Linked DNA regions of Sus scrofa: regions 2 and 3 are each linked to region 1. The links are chromatin contacts, called in public Hi-C maps. All regions are on one chromosome and are shown on one strand. Each heading gives the region's core, a stretch centred on a gene start, on an enhancer-like site or on the middle of the called end of the contact. The rest is flanking DNA. Distances are from core to core; before and after follow the strand shown. Region 1 holds the start of MYCBP (MYC binding protein). Region 2 holds the start of NDUFS5 (NADH:ubiquinone oxidoreductase subunit S5). Region 3 holds the start of AKIRIN1 (akirin 1).

Region 1 (4,764 bases), core at 729-3,228:
ACTCTTCTGTCTGATATTATTTAGGAGACTGGAAATCTAGGGAGGTTGAGGGAATACAATAGATGTCAGCAAGGCAAAAGAAGACTCCAGTGGTTTCTAATCTCTCACGCAGGAAAATCCTTGTATGGCCACAAATATCTAAATATCTTCATTTACCTCCGGAAACAGTCACTTCTCTGCCCTTTACCAGTGCCATTCACTCTATCCAGCCATTCTGGCCTCCATACACTTCCTAAAACTCTTGACATCACGCTACATTCAAGTCCCTGCTCAACTGTTAAAGATAGGCCTTCTTCCTGCCCCTCTATATAAAAAAGGCGCATTCATCCCTCTTTATCCCCCTTGCTAATTTTTGTTCATAACGTGCTACTGGCTGACGCTAAGTGTTATCTGTCTCCCCCAGCTAGGAAATAAGCTCATTGAGAGCAGGGACTTATTGTTTTCCCACTGTTGTATCCCCAGTGCCTAACACAAAGACCTGAATAAAATGGTTAAACAAATGAAAAAAATGAGCTTATGGAGTTTATTGAGGAGAGGGGAAGGTCGATGAAATTCCAAGAGTCTCTGGTACTTCCCAGGATGACAGCACAGTGCTTTCATGTAGTTCCTTTATGTTTACTGAAATTTATTTGCAAAGATGTAGGAAAATGGTACCTGATCCTAAGGTAGGTAGCAATTCAACACTACCAGCCCATCCTTGGGAATTAAAAGCCCTGCTTTCTCCGAAGACCTAGAGTTGTTATTCTCCCAGAATTTTTCCTTAACCTTTGTTTCCAGCCAAAGAACAGTTATCAAATTATTTCCCAGATAGTTACTCTACCTCTCATATGGACCCAGATCATCATCCCTGCCAAATCTTCTCTCCTGCACTCTTTAAAGGCCCAGCCAATAAGCTGAGGGAGCCATAACAGGCATTCTCATTTCTGCTTAGCTAATGAAATCGCTATTTCTTGGAACCGTCTGGTTTCAAGCACCTTATTCATCTATTTGGATCATGAACCCGAGAGTAAGAGATACAGTTTAACAGCTTCCATTTTAAAAAGTGAAAACAGTATAAACATTTTGATGTGCTTTCGAGCTCTTTAAACTAATTCTACTTTAATTATGAAGTCTGCACACAGTAGGAATTTATATGTACTACGAAATGGGGTTGATTTGAAAAACCACAACCAAACCGCTACTTTTGAGTATTAGGTGCACTTAACTACTTTATAGCCTGCTTTCAAATCGTTATTTTCCCACCTGCCCTTTGTTCGACAAAAAGTGCTTCTGTACAGGATTTTGAAGACTCCGCAAAAACTGTCAGGGGGGAGTTGGGCGCTCAAGGTCTTTAGCAAACAGGCTCACTGCGGCTGCTCGAGGCAAAGCAACGGAAGTTGGAGGGACTTTGCAACAGCTGCAAGAGTTTCACTCCCCGCGGGGAGAGTGGTAGCGTGAGCACGGCTACCCTACCCGGGCGGCGTCCTACAGCCAGACATGCGTCGGTCCCCGCTGAACCCCGAGGCCCACCTTTCCGGACCTCGACGGGTCCCACCTGTTCCCCTCCTTCCCCACGCCATGGCCCGACAGGGACGCAGCGCCGAGAAGCACGACTAGGGCACGAGGAACCCTCTCCTGGCCCATGCTCACCCTTGGTCAGCGTGTCCAGCACCCCCGACTTCTCCAAGTACCTCCGGAACTGCTCGCGTTTCGAGTCGGCGGCCTGAGAAGACACGGCGGGTCAGTGGCCAAAGCCGGGGGGCCGGAGCAGGAAGAAGGCGCTGGGGGTCCGGCAACCCCGCCTCCGCCTCGCTACCTCGAGCCCCCAAAACCTGCGCGCGCACCCCCACTCCCACCCGAGCCGACCAGCGGCTGGCTACCGCCCGCACGCCCCCAGCCACGCCGCGCCCCCCTCACTTTGTAATGGGCCATAGTGACAGCGGCAGCGGCGTAGCTGGCGCCTGAGACCGTGGCTGGCGGGCTCGGAGCAGCACTGCTCATGCGCGGAAGAGCGGATGCGCCTGCGCACTTGCGAAGCACGGTCTGGGATCGCCGGGGTGTGGCCTGTTTTCATGGCGACCAGGACGCTCTGAATGCCCCATGGTGGGCTGAGCCGAACGAGGCTGCGTACGCCCGCCCTTCTGGCTAATGAAGCAGCACCTCTCCTTCCTCTTCCGGTCTCCCAGAGATTCCGTTGCTTAGCGGGAGGCTAGGTTTTGGAAAAGAGCTGGAGTCCAGGTGGGGCTAAAGATAGGCGTGGCGCCAGGGGGCGGGGCCTGCGGAGCCCTGGCGCTCTAGGACTGGTTCCTGAGAGGAGGGTCTCTGGACACCGAGAGTGGGCGGACCTGTCTCAAATGGAACCTCGGAAGTGCTGCGGCAGCCTATCTGTGCTGGCTTGTCGACTCGTCTAGAAAAATTGCACGCGACCGACGAGGGCAACCCTTGTATCCAATGGCTTGAAGACTGCTTAGAATCGTATGTTTCGGCTCCAGATTTTATGCTTGGAGTTTCCTTGTTTTGTGCCCGCTGGACGTGGGCCTACGGAGGATGAGCATTAATATGCTAATAAGAGCTAGGCTTTAGAGCGTTTACTGTGTGCCCCGCAGTGCATTAAACACCTATGTTTCTTATTTTAATCCTCACACCTTCCCTGTAAGGTAGGTTCTGCTAGTAAACTGGCGAGGTTAGATGACCAGTGAGTTGTAGAGCCAAGACTCTGATCCTGGCATGGAATCACGATGCTATAAACTGGTGAAAGAAAGCAACCAATCTTTTTAAGTTTTTATTTACTAGATAGCAACATTATGATTATATTCAAGACACATTAGGTTGCAGTCTCTAAGGAAACTATAGACTACAGTCCCAGGGGCAAGATTTAACTGGTATCCAGAAATAAAAGATGAATAACTAAAAGAGGGTATTACATAGATCAAGGACAGTCTCTGAATGCTGTGCTCCCTTCAAGGAAAAACCTGGTTCCATTTAGCTTCGATTCTGAACATGTGATTTTTCCCAAAATTAGTTATCACATATTTTGAAGAGAGCCCGTGAAAAAGTAATCCCAATTTGGTAACTGTGTTTGCACTTGAAACTACTCCTTTCCCAGTTCAGAATTAGAGCCATTTTCCCTTTTTTAAATGGGTTTGCAGTTGTCTGGCTAAACATCTGGTCTTCCTAGCTGCCCTTATCTGTTCTGTCTGCTTCACGGTCACTAGGCTACTTCTGTAATAATGTAATATGTAGACTGTCTAAAAGCCAACAGCTATTCAGATTTGAAGGTCGGTGGGAGCCCGCCTACTAATGAGATTGTTTGTCAGTGACACAGAATGTTGTGGAGGACTCGCAGCAGGGTTGTCACAGGTTCTGACCAACTCAGATTCAAAGGACAACACTCCCAAAGAATCAGGAGTGTCTGGAATGTCAGGTGGTTGGAAGTCTCCCGGTGAAGGAGGAAGGGTTCTAACTGGATTCTCTCTGAGCTGGCCCTTGAGGTTACCTTTAGGAGGTAATGCCTGATTTTCATTTTCTGCAGAGGGACCCCATGTAGCACAAAACCACTTTGGTTTCCAGGTGCAGTTAGCAGGCAAAGAGAAAGCTGTTTGGGGTGACTGTCCGGTATGATCATTCAGATCTATAGCATCACCTGGAATAGAACGGTAACCTCTAGGGTAGTGGTTCCTTTTGCTGTCTTCGCTGTCACTTTCTCTTTTTCCCCTCACCTGGTTACCATTAACTTCTTTTCCAGAGATTTTATGAGTGTCTTCTTTATTACTTGAGCTGACGTTTTGAAGATGACCACAGGCAGTACTAAGTGTGCACATCTTGTTGGAAAGTACAGTTTCCTGTTCATTCGAAATGCCTCTCTCATCATTTCCACGGTGACTATCAGGATCTGTCTGATATACAGATGAATTTAAACTAGGGTACACTGCTCTGTGTGTTTGCTTCTCCACTAACAGACTGTAATCAGGTGCAGAAGAGAGTCGCTTCAGTGAATTTGCAGATGTGTTTTGATATTTGGCAAGGTTTTGTTTTGACTTGTTTGTACAGAATTCATTTTGCTTGTCCTTCAATTTATATTGTCCCCAAATCCCTCTTTTAATCTTTTTAAAACCTAGGTGGCAAATTTCTAGAACATTTAAGAAAACTGAGACAGTAGCTATGGACTGCATAAATAATAAAAATATCGTCTTTTCTGTAGGTCTAGAGACAAAACAATCAATTATATTTGGACACGGATGGCCCTGGCATTTATATAGAGGCTCTAAATGAAATCCATATAGAAGATACTGTCCAATCATGAACCCAACTTCAACCACAGATCGAGTGAAAATGTGTATCACGTAAGTGCAAAGCAAGGTTCCTCTGAGCGGAGCTTTATTTAGTTTCCATTGCTCCAGTTGATAAAGTTCTTGCTCCAGTCTCTTCCGGTCCCCAGGCATTTCAAGCTCTACCCCCTCCAGTTCTCCTCTCAGTTGAGCTTTCTTCACCTGCCTCTCCTTCTCCAGAACCCTCAGTCGGTACAAAGCATGGCCCATGTAGACCAGGGATGGTGAAGACACAAATATCACCTGCAAAACCCAGTATCTAATGAGGGATATAGGAAAAGCCTGATCATAACACACATTTCTGCAGCCGGGTTGTTCTGTATTACAGATGAAGCCAGACTGCTCATCATTCCAGACATCTTCAGCTGCTACACCCAGAACAAGCATTCGAAATATGAACAGGATGGTGAGCCAGATCTTTCCAATCATGGTGGAGTGGATGTGAACTTCCTCCAGA
Region 2 (4,764 bases), core at 1,631-4,130, 99 kb after region 1:
ATCTGTAGAAGGGTAGCGTTAAAGCTATTCTCAGGTTATGACTGAGACGTGTAAACACGAGGAAATCCTATACGTTGAAGACAGAAGTCCCGAGAATGGAGACCCGGGGCGGTGGGAGGGGGGGTTGTTAAACTACCTGTGATCTGCCACAGCCCGCCCTCACGCAGCGGCTGAGGCTAATTTTCGGAGGAGTGGGAACGGGGGCCTTCGTTTAACATCGAGCCACCCTTTCAAACTTTGAAGAAGGGAACAAGGCTTTGTTGCGGGAGAACAGATGGCCGCCACGCAGCGACGAACGCCTAGTCGTGTACCACCCGGTCTCCGAGCCTAGGCTTCCCGAATCTAGAATGGAAGAACGTGAATGGCTTGCGTCTCTGCCCATAAAATTATTTGATTCGGCTGTGAAACTACACTTTCACGAAGTAGAGAACCGCAGGACAAGGGAAGAAAAAGATAAAGGACGGACGGAGAGGAGGTACCTACGCTCCCTCAACGTAGCATCACGAATGACGCAAAGCGCAAGAATCCTAGCGGGCGCCTGTGGTCACCATAGCAATGGTGCAGGCGCAGTTCCGCTGAGGTTCTGGGAATTGTAGTTTTCTGATGTTTGCTGGCGAGGCAGACAGGTCACCGACATCCTTGCACACCCACGCAGACACGGGGCCCTAGGCATGGTACAGTGGAGGGGGGTTGCCGGACATCAGTTAACAAATTTTGTGATAGGAATCGATACATAACAGGACTGCTGGGATCTCAACAGAGGCCTAGTAAATGCTCAGGAATTCGGGAACCTTTCACCAAAAACTGCCATAAAAGATGCGGACGGATTAAGCATTCGCCTGGGAGACCGTGGGAAGGTAGCAAGTAGATGGGATCAGTACAGGCAGAGAAGAAAAGGCTTCTACAGAGTTTGGAAGCATGAGAGCAATTCTGGGTGGCTGAGAACACCAGGAGGTTGAGTGCAGGTTGGTGAGAAACGAGGTGTGAGGAAATCAGATCCTGAAGGGTCCTGAATGCCAAACCCAAGACTTTCGACCTTTTCTTTTTTGTAAGGGCCGCACCCTCAGCATTTTGGAGATACGCAAAAGTCCTAAAGCAGAGCAGGAATCTGGCATGCAAAAATGGAGATGGGGGGGAGTTCCCATCATGGCGCAGTGGAAACAAATCTGCCCAGGAATCATGAGGTTGTGGGTTCCATCCCTGGCCTTGCTCAGTGGATTAAGGATCCAGCGTTGCAGTGAGTGGTGGTGTAGGTCGAAGACATGGCTCAGATCCTGTGTTGCTGTGGCTGTGATGTAGGCTGGCAGCGACAGCTCCCATTGGACCCCTAGCCTGGGACCCTCCATGTGCCTCGGGTACAGCCCTAAAGAGGGAAAAAAAAAAAAAAAAAAATGGAGATGGAGGATGGGGGAGTAAGTGTCATCCCAGGGGAAAGGAGGTAAAAAAAACAAACAAAAAAATCAAAGAGACTAGATGGAAGGACTTTTCCTGGAATACAATGGAACAGCAAACTCTGGGCTGGGGCATTAGGCAGGGGATTTTGGACAATGAGGCTGGGAAGGCTGGAACACTGGAATTCTCTATACAGTCTTGACAGCACATCACTTAAAAATAAGTTTTCAGCCCAAACCCCAGTAAATAAATATTTATTTACAAGTAATAGTTTGTAAACATGTACACACAAAAAGAAACCAAAAAAGACAAAAATTAGACATATTCTAGTATTCTCTTCCCACCACCCCCCCAACTTCCCCCACCCCCTTCTTGGCCCCACACACCCAACCTCTGAGCCACTGCTATAATCAAAAGGAGTCTTGGGAGGGTCTGAAACAAAGGAAGGGCACAGTCTCAATCCGTGACAGCCACAGCCACGCCAGATTCTAACGGCATCGGCAACATAGGCAGCAGCTTGTGGCAACGCCAGATCCTTAACCCACTGAGGGAAGCCAGGGATTTGAACCCGTATCCTCATGGATACTAACCCGGGTCGTAATCCGCTGAGACACAACAGGAACTCCCCACAAATTTTAAAAGCTGAGACGTAAAAGAACTGCGATTACCTTAAAGTGCTTCCCAAAAACTGGTGTCACAAACTGCCTTTAAATTATTTAATCCTTTTAAATTATTTAATCCCCAAATCAACCCTATGCTGTACACACTATCATTATCTTTTAAGATATTTTTATCATAAGATGAAACCGAGGCATAGCGAGGTTAAGAATCTTTACCAGCGTGACAGAGGCGGGGCCAGAATTGGAACCCACTCTGAGTAGGTCCACACTTCAGCTTAACTACTTACTACTGGAGGGGAATGGGGGTAGCTGTTTTTTTCTCTCGCGGCCTTCCTTGGTCAAGACCCTCACCAATCGTGAGAGTCATAGTGCGAGGAGGAAGCAGAAAACCACCAACTCCTGGGTTCCCGTCATGGCGCAGTGGTTAACGAATCCGACTAGGAACCATGAGGTTGCGGGTTCAGTCACTGCCCTTGCTCAGTGGGTTAACGATCCGGCGTTGCCGTGAGCTGTGGTGTAGGTTGCAGATGCGGCTCGGTCCCGCGTTGCTGTGGCTCTGGCGTAGACCGGTGGCTGCAGCTCCGATTGGACCCCTAGCCTGGGAGCCTCCATATGCCGCGGGAGCGGCCCAAGAAATAGCAACAACAACAACAACAACAACAACAAAAAGACCAAAAAAAAAAAAAAACACCAACTCCTAAGGTGACTCCCAAACGTCTGCCCAGGTTAGTATCGCTGCTCTGCAATCTCGAGGGCCCAGTGCAGACGGTCGCGCAGGGAGACAGATGGGTTGGTTTCTATGGTTTCCGGGGAGCGAAGGCGGAAGGTTGGCTCTTGGTGTCGCGCTGCAAACGTCGCGCTGCGGGCCTCCTTTGCGGCAGGCCTGAGGTTCTTCCTGTTAAGTAGCAGCGCCCGGCGAAGACACAAGGACATCGCGTCCAGAAGGTAGGGGCTGCCTAGGTCCGTAGGGCGATTGGACCTAAGGCGCTTCCTTCGAGATTTCTTTAACAGATTTCCTCTTGACTTGCTGGGTGTCTCTTCTCCCTGGCTCCAACCCCGGGCGTGCTTTCTGCTTTTCTAGGCCTCATGGTCCATACAGCCAATGTCACTGAATCCTGCAGTCCGTGCCTCTCTTTCCAGGTTGACTTAGCTTCTGCTGGACTCATGCTATGGCTTTCTGTTTCTTAACCTGAAGTCCGCGGTCTTTGTCCAGGTTTACATGGCCGTGTGGAATTTGGGCCCCACCAGCTTCTTCAGCTCCTTTCGTCCTTCTTCCCGACTTGCACTCTGCGCTCCAGCCGCGTCAGGGTGTCCTGTGTCCCCCAAACATACCAAGCACCGCCAGCTGTAACTCGTGTCGTGTGTGCCCAACTGAAATGCTCTGCTCACAGCCCTTCACTTGGCAAACGCAGCCCATCTTAAATGCATTTTCAAGTCTCATGGGCAGAATTGGTGTTTCCTCCTTGGAGTTCTTACTTCTTGTGTACCTTCCATTGGCTTCCAAACTCCCTGTGTATGTCCCCATCCTAGTGCTTAAGTTGCAACCGATCCCCCACCCCATCCTGTGTCTGGAACGTCATTACCCAGTAAATGACTGAAAGAGTGGATAGAAAATTTTAAAATTAAATTCACCTGTAAATCTACCACTCATACATAGCTGTTGAACTTTTTTGTGCTTCCTTCCGGTCTTCTTTTGCGATTTTTCTTGGCATTATTGTATTCCTCCACCTTTTTTTTTTTCATTTAACATTAAAGTGTATGTTCCATGTATATTATTCTTCTCTCTTCCCCTACATTCTAATAAATGGGTAGTAGATTTAATTATCCATTTCTCTATTGTTGCATTTTTAAGTTGTTTGATTTTTTTTTTTTTTAATCTTTTCTAGGATCGCATCCACAGCATATGATTCCCAGGCTAAGGGTCTAATCGGAGCTGTTGCTGCTGGCCTACGCCAGAGTTACAGCAACACGGTATCCGAGCTGTGTCTGCGATCTACACCACAGCTCATGGCAACACCAGATCCCCATCCCACTGAGCAAGGGCAGGGATCGAACCCACAACCTCATGGTTCCTAGTCGGATTCGTTAATCGCTGAGCCATGATGGGAACTCCTGAATTTTTTTTTTTTCTTCAACAATTTTTACTGAACTCCTACCTGGTCCCTAACTGCAAGGCACTTATTGTTGTTCAGTAGGGAAGATATTCAAGTGAATAGTCCATTACAGGGGCATACAAAGTACTATGAGAAGTCAAGAATGTTGTATTAACACAGGAGGGACACACTGTTTCAGGATGGCATCTCAGAAGTGTCATCTAAGTTGATAAGGATGAAAAATGTAAATGTTCTTGTGCTTTTTGTTTATTTATTATTTATTTTTTGTCTTTTTGCCATTTCTTGGCCACTCCTTCGGCATATGGAGGTTCCCAGGTCAGGGGTATAATCAGAGCTGCAGCTGTCAGCCTCCACCAGAGCCACAGCAACACCAGATCCGAGCCACATCTGCGACCTACACCACAGCTCACGGCCACACCGGATTCTTAACCCACTGAGTGAGACCAGGGATCGAACCTGCAACCTCATGGTTCCTAATCAGATTTGTTAACCACTGAGCCAGGATGGGAACTCCAGCTTGTGCTTTTTAAAAAAATTTCAGTTATTTCTTCAGATTGCTCTCAAAGAATTGGGATTACCCAGTCAAAATATAAACACTTTTTTACTTTCAATAAAAATGATTTTATCATTATAGAGGA
Region 3 (4,764 bases), core at 1,467-3,966, 77 kb after region 1:
CAGATTCATTACCACTGAGCCACAATGGGAACTCCTGTACTTCTTTTTGTACCATAGTATCTTCAACCATGATACATACCACAGTGCCTAGTACATAGAAGGCAATTCGTAATGTATGTGTACATGTGTGACGGATCAAATGTCTGCATAGGCAAAGCAAAGCAGACCTGGACTGTGGTGACCTCATAAGGAGACATCATACTACGCAGCAGTCAGAACAGCTCATCTGCTTCCCTCAAGTACTTGTCTGTGGTTGGGCCACTGTCAACTGCAGCTTATAATAAGATATACCACCTACTTGTTTGGTTTCTGAATCATCTGAATCCACCCTCATTCAGCAATGTGGACTATCAGCTTCCAGGGACTGAAATAATGACCATTTATTCACTTGACCAATATTTATTCTGTGCCTACCCCTAATGTATTCAAACACTGTGCCCAGGATGGGGAAACATAAATTAATGAGGCCTGGTTATTCTCAAGGAATTTACAGTTTTGAAGTACAGTCAAATATATAAACGAATTATAACTTCCTGTTTTAAAACACCAATATTATAACTCATGATCAAAGTTTAAAGGATCACAGAGGAGTTTCTGTCGTGACTCAGTGGTTAACAAACCTGACTAGTATCCATGATACTAGTTCAATTCCTGGCCTCGCTCAGTGTGTTGAGGATCTGGCATTGCCAGAGCTGTGGTATAGGTTGCAGACGAAGCTTGGATCTGGCTATGGCTATGGTGTAGGCTGTATTTCCGATTGGACCCCTAACCTGGGAACCTCTATGCTGCAGGTGTGGCGCTAAAAAGGAAAAAAAAAAAAAAAAAAAAAGGGATCACGGAGAAGACAGTGACTATCAAAGCACTTAGTAAAACCCTGGCTAGAAGAAGTGCTATTTAGAATGATGACCCAGGGACACACTTTTCAAACCTTCTAAACTCTAACTTTGGGCCATTTTAAACCACAAGAAAGCAATTTGCTTGGGCCATATTAGACAAGCCCCTTATAAAATAACCATCCCTAGGTTGCTCTTACGTCCTTGGCTTTTATTGGACATAACAAGAAATGTCCATTTAAACAGTGCGTTTGCATTTGTTCAAACCTTCCTAATTACTTTATTACATCATTCATTGGTTTCTAATAAAGTCACATGAGAAAGTACCTTTAGAATGTAGTGTTATGAAAAAGACAACTATGGTCTGTCTCCTCTGATGAATTGATTCCTTTTAGATGACAAGATCTACTCAACATGTACTGTGTTTTCATTTTTGCCTTGGCAGCCAGGAAACCGAGAATTAAATTTCAAATTCAGGCATGTTTAACCCCAGAAGTGGTCTCCTTTTCTTTGGCCCTGATGTTCTAGTTCTAGTTTTTTAGCCTATTGTAAACCTTCTTTATGTCCTTGTAGAAAAGAATTGGTATAAAATAAACTTAACATTTGGTATTCTCAATCATTTTAGAATTATTTCTGCTACTTTTCAAAGATAAATGCAAAAACTTAATCTATGTTTGGACCTTAATAAAATTTGGAGAAATTGGAGGACAGAGAAAAGCAACAGAAGAGGGACAAAGAATGGAACATTCTCCAACTCAAATATTGGGGCACCCACCTATCTGGCATGAGGTCTATTAGAAGAGAGTATCTGAAATTTGGACTGTTTTGGAAAATCCCAGAGATAAGTTTAGGTAGACAGATCCCAGGAGTCATGGCCATTATTTAATATATAAGAATAGTTATATAAAGGTTTTAGTTTTTTTTTGGAGGACGGATCCCTTTGATGATCTCTTCAAAGCATTTGACCTGATTCCCAGTAATATACAGGCACATAGAGCCCCTGAAAGCAAAATCCTCCTGTTACCTATTTATCTTTCCAGAATATCAAAAGCACTTTACAGCTAGCAGTGCTGTAAAGAATTCAGATAGACCTGAGCACCTGGGCTGCCGGGTCAGATGGAGAGACTGGTAATTCAGCTACCAGCTGAAGTTCTTAACTCTGGCATCATTCTTGGATGATTTAAGCCAGAAGATTTTCTGTTTAACTATTTTGAGTAACAGACCACTTTGATGAGCTAATAAAGACATGGGTCGTCTACCCCCAAATACATTCACACACACACACACACACACACACACACACACACAATTTGCACATATTTCCATGGGGTTGGTGGATTTCCCACTCCATCCTCAGATCCTCAGTTCTGGTGAAGACTTTCCGGACTTGGTAAAATGCCCTTGCAGACCTTTCCGAATCACCTTTCCTCTTATCACGAGGACAAGAGCGGCCTGGATGTAAGGAAGTTATTGGACCGGGAGACACCTACCCCCACCGCCTCACGAGAGGCTCCTCCCATCTCTCCCCTCCCCCCAGGCCAGTGCGCGCAGGTGCGAAAACCTAAGGGGCCATTCGGCTCTAGAGCTCAGGAAGGTGGGGGGAGGATGGGACCACCGGAGCGGCAGAGGCGGGGGTGGGGGCCTTCCCGAGGTTGCTTGGTGACCAATCTCTCCGCCCAGGCCGTTCCATTTCCTCAGCAGGGGGCACCGAGGGCCGGAACCTTGCTGACTGGCTTCCCAGAGCGGCCCTCGTCCGGCTTCCCCCCCTCCGCTGAGTGGTGGCGAAGGCCTGTGACGTCACAGGAGGCGGGGCCATCACGGCTGCCGGGTGCTGGAGGCGCCATTGGAGCCGGCTAGGCTTGCAAGCTCCGCTGAGGAGCCGGAGGTTGGGCCGCAGTTACAGCCGCGTCCGCTCCCGGTTCCTGGTCCCTCCGCGGCATGGCGTGCGGGGCGACGTTGAAGCGGCCCATGGAGTTCGAAGCGGCGCTGCTGAGCCCCGGCTCCCCGAAGCGTCGGCGCTGCGCCCCTCTCCCCGGCCCCACTCCGGGCCTCAGGCCCCGGACGCCGAACCACCGCCGCCGCTGCTTCAGACCCAGACCCCGCTGCCGACTCTGCAGCAGCCCGCCCCTCCCGGCAGCGAGCGGCGCCTTCCAACCCCGGGTAACCTACGCTGCGGGTTTGGCAGGAAGCCAGGCCCAGGCATTTGGGGGGATGGGGAGGAAGGTCATGGACGCTAGGCTAATTCACTCGCGGACCCCTTCTTTGCCCTGAGAAAAGGGAACTGGGGTGCCCCTGGGCCTGGTCGCTTCCGGGGATGGGAGACAGCCGGGAGGGGTAGTGGGGCCACAGTGTCAGTTTTCGGTTTTCCTGGAGCTGTAGAGCCTAGAGGGGTGGGCAGCAGGAGGAAGATGGGAGTAACCCCGACCGCTGGGGGCCTGCCGGTCCCCGAAGCCCCTCCTGCCTCCGCTCCTGCACTGAGACGCCCTGCAGATCCAGTGGGCCGTGGAAAATTGGATTCTGCTCACGAACCCGGCCTTGAGGGTGTGGGGGTTGGCGGCGGGTTACGGGGAAGGGGCCTGAGTGCGTGCTGTGCAGCGCTGTTGGGTCGCTTGCAGGGAGAACCAGAAGTCTTTAGGGACCACAGGCCGCCGCCGAAGTCGCGGAATCCGATTTCAACCTGTTTCTAAGAGACTGGCCACGTTCTTTTATTGTATGGCTATTGTCTTGTACTATATGTGGCTTGAGATCTGTAGGTCGTTAGCTAGAATTTGAGAATCCTTAAACATACTAAGGTTCCGGAAGCAAGAATTTAACTATCCGGAACAGAGAGATTCTCTCCTTCAATAAGGGATTCCACAATGGCCGAGGAAAGGGGAGACCAGGTGTCCCAGTAAAGTAAAAAAGAAGAAGAAGAAGGAAAAAAAAACTCTAACTATTGTGCAGGAGTAGAGGGGAAAGTGCATCAGAATGAATATTTAGCAGTTTTCGAAAGGGTTCCCGGAAATGGGGGGGTGCTCAAAACTGGACTTTGGCAAAGTCATTTCTTTTTTGCGTACTTTCTCTAGCGTTAGCAAAACCTTGGGACTGCCTTAAAATCATTCTTAACCCATTTCAGTTACCAGTGTCTTTAGCCATTATTTCCTCCTCCCTTTGCATATTCACAATGCAGATATCTGGCCCTCATCCTCTCACGCCAGATCCCTGCATTTGCCAGCAAGGCTCTTTCCGAGGCGTGTATTCTTACTCATGTGTACCTCCTCTTTATCCTGACATTCAAAGGTTCTATCAACTATAACCATTTCTTACCTAGTCAGTCTTTTATACATTTTTTTTTTTTTTCCAAATCATGCCTTTACTTTTTTCCCCCTTATCCACTTGGCTGTGCCTGTATCCTTGGCTTTCATCACGGTGTTTTCATCTACTGTTTGCTTATCCAAATACAGTCATTTCTTGAAGTCTTCCATCATTACCTAACCTTGCCCCATGAGGAACTCTATTCTACTTCATATTCTCTGACCACTTAATGTTGCAAAGCCTTATGTACTGAGTGAAATAATGTTTGCAAAAGCTCTTTGTAAAGAGCCTTTCAAAAGCAGGAGATGTAGATGTCTTCTCAAAATGATATTTTTTTTCTTCCACTGCTCCTATAGATACCCAAGGATAGTCACATAATAATCTGCAAAAAATAATATTAATAATCACTCCTCTCCTGCAAAATAGAATTAATACTTGCCCCATCTATCTTGATGGATTTTTTGGTAAAAAATTGGATTTTATTTCTTCCTATACAGTCTTCTAGGCTAATTCTCTGGTGGTTCACAATACAGCAAACGCTTAATAAGTGACTCTTGAATGTATCTGGAAGCCAATATGGCAGAATGCTGAAATGGGGTTGCTGGGTTTTTTACCTTAAGATTTAATTTTTGCTTAG

What was found. A called contact is a pair of places that touch in the nucleus more often than the background predicts.
Region 2: a contact with region 1 is called in a Hi-C map of liver, with 3 times the contacts expected there. The contact joins the promoter of NDUFS5 here to the promoter of MYCBP in region 1. A contact is called at or near these places in 1 of 5 promoter capture datasets (liver), 7 of 47 Hi-C or Micro-C datasets (embryonic fibroblasts, fetal heart ventricle, fetal skeletal muscle and 3 more) and 1 of 2 datasets of contacts at active chromatin or transcription factors (alveolar macrophages).
Region 3: a Hi-C map of liver shows a contact between it and region 1, with 4 times the contacts expected there. The contact joins the promoter of AKIRIN1 here to the promoter of MYCBP in region 1. A contact is called at or near these places in 11 of 47 Hi-C or Micro-C datasets (alveolar macrophages, blood, embryonic fibroblasts and 6 more) and 1 of 2 datasets of contacts at active chromatin or transcription factors (alveolar macrophages).

Annotation. Positions count from the first base shown.
Region 1 is chr6:94,812,355-94,817,118 of Sscrofa11.1, forward strand. MYCBP (MYC binding protein) reads right to left here and starts at 1,979. Exons shown (of 5, transcript NM_001244917.1): 1 at 1,897-1,979; 2 at 1,630-1,702. The coding sequence starts at 1,911. It overlaps GJA9 (gap junction alpha-9 protein), which reads right to left. Exons shown (of 1, transcript XM_021095982.1): 1 at 2,751-4,764. The coding sequence ends at 3,246.
Region 2 is chr6:94,910,526-94,915,289 of Sscrofa11.1, forward strand. It overlaps NDUFS5 (NADH:ubiquinone oxidoreductase subunit S5), which reads left to right and starts at 2,881. Exons shown (of 3, transcript NM_001244988.1): 1 at 2,881-2,957.
Region 3 is chr6:94,888,693-94,893,456 of Sscrofa11.1, forward strand. AKIRIN1 (akirin 1) reads left to right here and starts at 2,717. Exons shown (of 6, transcript NM_001128455.1): 1 at 2,717-2,890; 2 at 2,893-2,993. The coding sequence starts at 2,772.